Linked DNA regions of Muntiacus reevesi: region 1 is linked to region 2. A link is a contact called in public Hi-C data. All regions are on one chromosome and are shown on one strand. Each heading gives the region's core, a stretch centred on a gene start, on an enhancer-like site or on the middle of the called end of the contact. The rest is flanking DNA. Distances are from core to core; before and after follow the strand shown. Region 1 holds the start of PGK1 (phosphoglycerate kinase 1). Region 2 holds the start of COX7B (cytochrome c oxidase subunit 7B).

The links. A called contact is a pair of places that touch in the nucleus more often than the background predicts.
Region 1: a contact with region 2 is called in a Hi-C map of muscle, with 2.5 times the contacts expected there. The contact joins the promoter of PGK1 here to the promoter of COX7B in region 2. A contact is called at or near these places in 2 of 3 Hi-C or Micro-C datasets (blood and muscle).

What each region holds. Positions count from the first base shown.
Region 1 is chrX:69,625,569-69,629,642 of mMunRee1.1, forward strand. It overlaps PGK1 (phosphoglycerate kinase 1), which reads left to right and starts at 1,365. Exons shown (of 11, transcript XM_065916451.1): 1 at 1,365-1,523. The coding sequence starts at 1,459.
Region 2 is chrX:69,392,538-69,396,840 of mMunRee1.1, forward strand. It overlaps COX7B (cytochrome c oxidase subunit 7B), which reads left to right and starts at 2,260. Exons shown (of 3, transcript XM_065916368.1): 1 at 2,260-2,397. The coding sequence starts at 2,358.

The sequences.
Region 1 (4,074 bases), core at 115-2,614, 230 kb after region 2:
CAGAGATAATAACAGTACCTACTTCAGAAAGCTATTGTGAGGAGTAAATGGGTCAGGTATGTTCAATCCTTAATACAGTGTCTGGCATACAGCAAGCGCTGAATAATTGGGAACTGTTATTAAATTCACTCTGTCAGATTATATGCTTGTTTTAGTTTCTTTGCTGATACCCTTGGTTGCTACTCTATCTTATGCAAAAGGAATTGCTTCTGACTACTACAGCAACCCAGGTGGAGTGAAATGAGTGCTAAGGTATGCAGATCTGATGACCAGGAAGTCAGCAGGCCCATCTGGGTCTCAAATTCAGACTCAGGTGGAAATAACTCCATGGCGATTTCCCAAATGCACTGACAGGATTGAAAGAAACGAATGCTTATAACTTTGAACTTGTGTCTCAGTACCAGTGCACTATGAATTAATATTTCTTACATCTTACTCGGAGCTTGAGTACCGCGTGGAAAGTTTTTGTTTCTTTCTTTTTTTTTTTTTTTAGTTTTTATGTTTCTGACTCAAATTATTTCATTCCAACCAACTCTGTAAGTAATATTGGACCCGAGTGCCTGGTCCTGAGCAGTGGTATCGGTACTATACTATAGTTAGGTGTATGAACTCTACACCGTTAACTGTCTAGGTTTGAATCTACCATTTACAAGACCTGAAACCCTAAGCAACCTCTTTGTGCATCAGTTCATTCATCTGTAAAATGAGGATTGCTTGTTTGTGAGCAATGTGAGTTCATATGTGAAAAATGTTCTATGTATTTGCCATTAGCTTTGCGTTGTAATCAAATCATTGTACTTATTACAAAAAAAAAAAGGTAAGCAGATGAGAAAGGGAGAAGCAGGGCCTTTTCCAACTTCTGAAAGGTCTCAATTCTTAAAGGAACTTAGGAGTCTAACGGAGAATTCCTTTTGGGGGAGCCAGGAAAACAAATTTTCCACAAGGAGGTGCCATTTGCATTTATCCTGAATTGGGTTGCCGGGAATTCCATGGGGTGTGGGGTGACGTTTTCCCCCAGGCTGCCGTGGGTTTGCGGGGCTCTGCAGCTGCTCTGGGTGCGGCCGCAGAAATCCGGGCCGCGGCCGCCCCTCGGCGCCAACCTGCTCCGGATCCCTTCACCGGTTGGCCCGGCAGCACCGCCTCCCGCCTCTGGTCACGAAAGTTCCCATCCGCTCGCTGCGTGCTGGACGTGACTGGCGGCAGCTGCACGTCCCACCAGCGCCCTCGCTGACTGACAGCGCCTCGGTGCAATGGCAGCCAGCGGGCGCCTTCGGGCCGCCTTCTAGAGCGGCCACTGGGCGCCGAGAGCCAGGCGCAGCGGCCGGAAAGGGGCGGGGCAGGAGGCGTGGCGACCGGGCCCGCGAGGTGCTAGGCATTTTCCACGCGTTCGGCCTCTGAGTCGGTCTCATTCTGTCGCTGTCTCTTCCCCCGGCCTCTCGCTGCAGCTGAATTGCCAAGATGTCGCTTTCTAACAAGCTGACTCTGGACAAGCTGGATGTGAAGGGGAAGCGGGTCGTCATGAGGTAATCCTTGGGGTTCTCCCGCAGCCTCTCCGGCCGGGGCCGACTTCTTTTCCTCCTGCCTCAAGTGACCTTTAGCCCTACTCTCGGCCCCTTGGCTCTAGCTCAGCAGGGCGAGGCTGGCCACCATTGTGGCTGAGGTTTTGCCCGGGTTTAACGGTTTCTGACCTCATTTTCCCCAGCCCAGAAACTGAGCCGAAGTTGCCCTTTGCAGGGGTGGATCCTCCCAGGGAGGGTCAGATTGCGGGGATCCATTTTGCCCTCTTTTCTTGTTTCTGAAGGGCAGTTCCGTCGCCTCAGTTCTCAGTTGGCGAGGTGGGACCTGATGCTTAACGTGCAGATCCCTCGGCCTCCAGTGAAGGGACCTTGAAAGGTCATTTGAATAGTTTTCCTTCCTCCACCACCCTAGACCACCCCAGACCAGTGATAAATGGCCCACATTTCTAAGGTCCCTGCCCAAAGGCACATCTTTCCCAGAGGATGTTGATTTCGTTGTTCAGGAGTAGAATCCACTAAAGCATTGAGGGTAGGAGGGTGAGGTAGGGTGGGGCGTACGGAAGGAGGCCCTGCAGAGCTTATGTAACAGGCCTCTGCCGCCCTGTAGTGTCTTTGGACTACAGGCCTTGGGTTTTGCAGCAGGATTGTGACACATACTGGGTAATGGTAGAGCAGGGTGTGGCTGCTCATTCTTGATGTTCTCTAACCTCACTGCCAGAGGTGGCTAGAGAAGCAGGATATTAGAAGTGGGGAAGGCTTGCCACCTGCCTTGGGTCTCTTACTCCAAACATGTGGATCCCTGGCCACATGGCTTCTCCCTTGCTTGCCAGAATTACTAGTACTGATGTATGGAGTATTTACATTTCTCCTTTTTGTAACGTGTACATTCGTGCATGCCAGGAGCTAATTGCAGGAATTCAGTTAGGTATGTAACTGACTTGACCTTGATAGGATCCAAGGGTGGTGCTTTTGCCAGCATAAGGGCTTGACAGCATTGGGTAGTCTTGTCCTTTTAGGGAAGTGGTTGATTGATGGGCAGGCATGTGAAAGATGTGATCCAACCCCTTTCCCAATTTTGGCTGGTTCAAGAGAGGGCAACTTTTCTATATTAATGGATTCAGAAAGCAGTAGGGGATCTCCCTTAAGGCTTAAACTAGGTAGGTGCTGTGAATTGGTGTACTCTGTGGATGCCCTAAAAGTTAATGTAGCTCTCCCCTTTCCTCTAATTTCATTATGGCCACTATTAGTTTACAAGTGGCCTTCTCTGTCCTACTATGGCAATAATCAGAAGAACCCAATGGCTTATGGCCATGAAAAACACCTGGTGCCCCCTTTTGTTCAATCACCTAAATCCTGTGCAATCTGAACAGAGTAGGAATCACAGCCATCCTAGTATTAGATAATGGCACTGTCTACCCCTCAGATGCTTTTAAAAAGATGGATAGACCTTAAGAAAAACAGGACAAATGCACAGTGGCGTGCAGCTAGATCTTGGCTACCTTCCTACAATTGCGGTCTGGGGCTTTATCTCCTCTCTTCCCAGGTTTGCGGAATTATCTGAGCTGGCTGAGAGTGAGACTGGAGGAGGTGCTATCTTTTCTCCCTCTGGACCTAATTTGAAATATGTTTCTGCCCCAGGGCTCAAAGTTTCATTTTACACAGATTAACCGTAAGCTTTGAAATGACTGGCTAGTCCTGTTTTACTGTTGGAAAATGACCTAATCATGGTCACTGAACTAGCAAGTTGGTGGCAGAACCAGAACTAGTATTTGGGTCTCCTTGGCTACCATCCAGATCCTCTAAATTCTTGGATGTAGTGAATAAGGACAGGTTAAAATAGACCTTTTGTCAGCTGAAGGTTGCAGTCAATAAGTTCCCCCTGTAATCTGGATAAATTCTACTTATCTGATTTGAGGACAGGAAGTTGCTTTTCCCCCGGATTATTAATGTAGCTCTTGAACAGAGAGTCACATTCATTGTAGGATTGCTTTTTGCAAGAGTCTAGGTAGCCTTGCATCGTCAGCTCAAATTTCTTTTTAATTGCCTTTATGTAGTGGTTGCTGGCAGTGTTCCGGAAGTGGAGCCTCCAGTGTAGTGGCTGCTTCGCTTGCCTCCTTTCTTTGTCTTGCAAAAGGGAGCTGTGATGTTTGCGGCCCCTGCTTTGAACTGCCAAGGGAAATTCACTGATTTGTTGAGGGAACTTCCTGATAGCCAGAGATCTCTGAGTGGATAATTACCAGGTTGTACCTCAGTTTTTTAGGATTTCATTTGACTTTATAGACCTTGAGTAAATTTCCTGTTTAATTTTGCCATGTCATTTCCTTTCTTCCTCTCATAGGTTGCCAGTCATACTCCTTTGCCGACTGGTGAAGCACTTCCCTTTTGCTTGCTCCCCCTCCTCCATTTTTTAAAAACCTCACAGTTTTTCTCTAACCTGTTGTAACTTGTTAAGCAACAGCTACAAGTTGGTGTAGTGGAAGAAGAAACAGGGAGGAAAAACAGCAGAGAAGAAAAAAAGTCTCTGAGAGAGCCAGTTAGTTATTAGTCGCTCAGTCCT
Region 2 (4,303 bases), core at 1,010-3,509:
CAAAGCCTTTGGCTGTGTGAACCACAACAAACTGTGGAAAATTCTTAAAGAGATGGGAATACCACATCACCTTACTTGCCTCCTGAGAAATCTGTATGCAGGTTAAGAAGCAACAGCTAGAACTGTGCACGGAACAACAGACTGGTCCCAAACTGGGAAAGGAGAATGACAAGGCTGCTTATTTAACTTATATGCAGAGTAAGTGAGTAAGTAAGTGTTAGTTGCTCAGTCGTGTCCGACTCTTTGCAACCCCATCGACTGTAGCACACCAGGTTCCTCTGTCCATGGAATTCTCCAGGCAAGAATACTAGAGTAGGTTGCTATTACCTTCTGCAGGGCATCTTCCTGACCCAGGGATCAAACTTGTGTCTCCTGCATTAAAGGCAGTTTCTTTACCGTCTGAGCCACCAAGGTACATCATGTGAAATGCCAAGCTGAATGAAGCACAAGTTAGAATCAAGATTGCTGGGAGAAATATCAATAACTTCACATATGTAGATGACATCTCCCTTATGGCAGAAAGTGAAGGTGAAGAGGAACTACAGAGCCTCTTGATGAAAATGAAAGAGAAGAGTGAAAAAGCTGGCTTAAAACTCAACATTCAAAAACTAAGATCATGGCATCCAGTCCCATCACTTCACGGAAAATATATGGGGAAACAATGGAAACAATGAGAGACTTTATTTTTTGGGGCTCCAGAATCACTGCACATGGCGACTGCAGTCATGAAATTAAAAGACAATTTCTTCTTGGAAGAAAAGCTATGACCAAACTAGACAGCATATTAAAAAGCAGAGACAAAAAAAAAAAAAGCAGAGACATTACTTTGCCAACAAAGGTCTGTCTAGTCAAAGCTGTGGTTTTTCCAGTAGTCATGTATGCATGTGAGAGTTGGACCATAAAGAAGGCTGAGCGGCGAATAATTGATGCATTTGAACTGTGGTGTTGGATAAGACTCTTGAGAGTCCCTTGGACTGCAAGGAGATCAAACCAGTCAATCCTAAAGGAAATCAGTCCTAAATATTCATTGGAAGGACTGATGCTGAAGCTGAAACTCCAATACTTTGGCCACCTGATGCAAAGAACTGACTCAGTGGAAAAGACCCTGATGCTGGAAAAGATTGAAGGCAGGAGAAGGGGATGACAGAGGATGAGATGGTTGGATGGCATCACCGACTTCATGGACATGAGTTTAAGAAACCTCTGGGAATTGATGATGGACAAGGAGGCCTGGCGTGCTGCAGTCCATGGGGTCACAAGGAGTCAGACACGACTGAGCGACTGAACTGAACTGAAACTTAAGAAAAAAAATTAATACCATGAAAGACAGCAGAGGAACTCTTCAGTTATAGCAGACTAAAGGTGGCAACCACCTGCCATGCAAAAGACATAAGAAACACGGTTTTGATAATATTTTATTATGAAAATGTCCAAACATACAGAAATATTGAAATAATTGTATTCTGAACACACACAGCCAAGACTCTACGATCAACAATTTGTTAAATTTGCTTTATCATAGATTTTTCTACGTATTAAGAATTCCTTTTATTGTTTTCTGATCGCCAGTCCAGGTTGGATGCATGAGACAAGTGCTCAGGGCTGGTGCACTGGGATGACCCAGAGGAATGGGATGGGGAGGGAGGGGGGTTCAGGATGAGGAACACATGTAAATCCATGGCTGATTCGTGTCAGTGTGTGGCAAAAGTCACTCCAATATTGCGGAGTGATTGGCCTCCAACTAATAGAGATGAATGGAAAAAAAAAAAAAAAGGCAAAAAAATAAAAAATAAAAAAAATAAAGATAGACTATCTTGAAGCCAAAAAAATAAAAAGAATTCCTTTTACTGTTTTTGCAACGTCCCTCATAACTTAAAATCATTTCAAAATTCAAAATATTAGTAGGTAGTATTAGGAAACAGAAAATTAAAGAAACAAAGGAAGTTTAGAGTGAACAGAAAATACTGGCTAGTGTGGAGCGAGATACAAGCTCAAGCCTCTGAACACTACCTTGAAGTTTACGCGTTTGATGACTAGTCTAAGATTAATGTCTCAATTCTCCTCTAAAGAGCCCTAAACCTGGCTTCAAGACCAGCAATTTTCTCATTGTTCAATAAGTACCCTAATGAGTCATTTATGAAGCGCGAAACTACATTTCCCAAAAGGCGGGTACTTTGCGTGCGGTAAAGAGGACAAATTCTATAGGTTTTTACAGGTCTCGCGAGAGATTTCATGAAATCTCTTTAAAGAGGGCAGCCGAGAGCCATTTTGTTTTTCAGGAGTCTGCAAGGATAGTAGACGACGAATTGCTAGAGGCCAGCAGCTGTAGTTGCAGCCGTTTTGTGTTCAACCTCAGGATGTTTCCCTTGGCCAAAAACGCGCTAAGTCGTCTGAGAGGTGAGCAAAAATTGTGATCAGATCATTTCCAACCAGCTTTTTACCATTTTTGCTCGTCGTCTCTTGTGACCTTTCTTTCCATCTGCAGCCCGACCTTGTAATTCTAAAGGCTCGGTCTCCCACCTCACCCTAAGTAATTGGTAAGATGTCCTTGGCATTAGCCTAATCGCACAGCGTTTCTGTTTGGGTTCCCAGCTCTGTTTCTGTTACTGGAGTCATAACCCTGCTCTGTTTCATTATTGGGTAGCCTATGATTTCAAGGGGGACACAGTGAACACTTCTTTTTCTTTAAATAATTTCGTAAATTTTAGCTTTGGGGATACAGTTTACCCGCAAAAGAGCTTCTTATCCAGTTCCTGGTTTCATTGCCGTGCTGCTATCTGCTAAATGGTAGCACTTTAGCATTTATGTTCTTTGTGGATTATTAGCTGAATAATTGTGGTTGTTTTTATTCTTACCTAAAAGTTAGATAAGTACAGGGAAATTTTGAAACCAGAGTTATGTATTGATAATGCTCTAGATTGGAGAAGTAGAAGTCTTTTCCATACTTCATTTGCACTGAAGGTGACCTTGAGTAACGTGAAGTTTTACAATGAAAGTGACTTTAAGCAATTACCATTTAGTTCTTTAGCTACCTTTTTATTTTCAGCTCAAAGTCATTAGAAGTATTACTAGATTGTGTACGAAACACTGAAGCACCTTTGACAATAACGAAAAAATAGTTGCCTGACTGGTTTTTCATATTCCAAAAGTCACGTCTATTATCCCTTTCACTTTTGGCTAATAATTTAACGTCTCTGAACTTCATTTTCCTCTTTTGTAAATTAGGGGCTTAGTAAATATACCTACCTCATGGAGTTGTTGACGTTTATATAAAATTATCAATAGGTGGTAACTGAACCGTTTTTTGTCACAGAGAAGAGGTCTAAAGAAATCCGCTTGTCTAACGTGAGTGTTGAGGTCATGAGGTGTTGCAGAACTGTTTGATAATCTTATTTTCTTTGCCTTTTGAGAAGCTAGGGCCTTGGACCTCAGGGAAGGGTGTTTGGGGGTTGTTACTTTCAATGCGGAATTCATATGCTCACTTTTAACTGCTCTAGAACAGAAGATTGTGAAATGTTGTAGATTTGCCCATTCGAAATGTAACCAAAGGTGACAAAACCTGTAAGGCCCTTAAGAAACCATTAAATGATCAAATAACTCTAGAAATAACCCATTGTATCACATAGAAGCCATTATATTCATAAGTGCTAATGAATGGGCAACATTGCTGTTTAATACGATTTTCAGTGAGGCTCTGAAACAATAAGGACCTGCTACTTAGTTGGAAAGGAAGAAAAAAAGCAGCTGGAAATAAGCATTTTCTAGTCTTCGTTCTTTTCCAAGCTCCGCAAGTGCCTCCAGAGGCAGTTTGAAAACTCTTTCTACTAAAATAACAGTAATGGCAAAGTTTTAATGTTGTCATTCTGCTCAGAAACTTAGCTCTACCAAAAAAGTGGCTTCATTTCCTCTTACTAATGTATAGGGGCTTCCCAAGTGGTGCTAGTGATTAAGAACCCTCCTGCCAATGCAGGAGACATAGGAAACCTGCAGGTTCGATCCTTGGGTCAGGAAGATCCCTGGGAGGAGGGCATGGCAATCCACTCCAGTATTGTTGCCTGGAGAATCCCATGGACAGAGGAGCCTGGTGGGCTACAGTCCATAGGGTCGCAGAGTCTGACACAGTTGAAGCGACTTAGCACACATGCACTAATCTATACAACTTGTCCTTCAAACGTGATTGGTTTTATAGTACACTGGGTTTTCTGTTTCTTTTTTTTTTTTTCAGATTTCCTTTTCCCATATCTGCATATCCAAATCCTACCTGCTATTCAAAGTGCTTAGCTAACATTTTACTTCCTTGTAT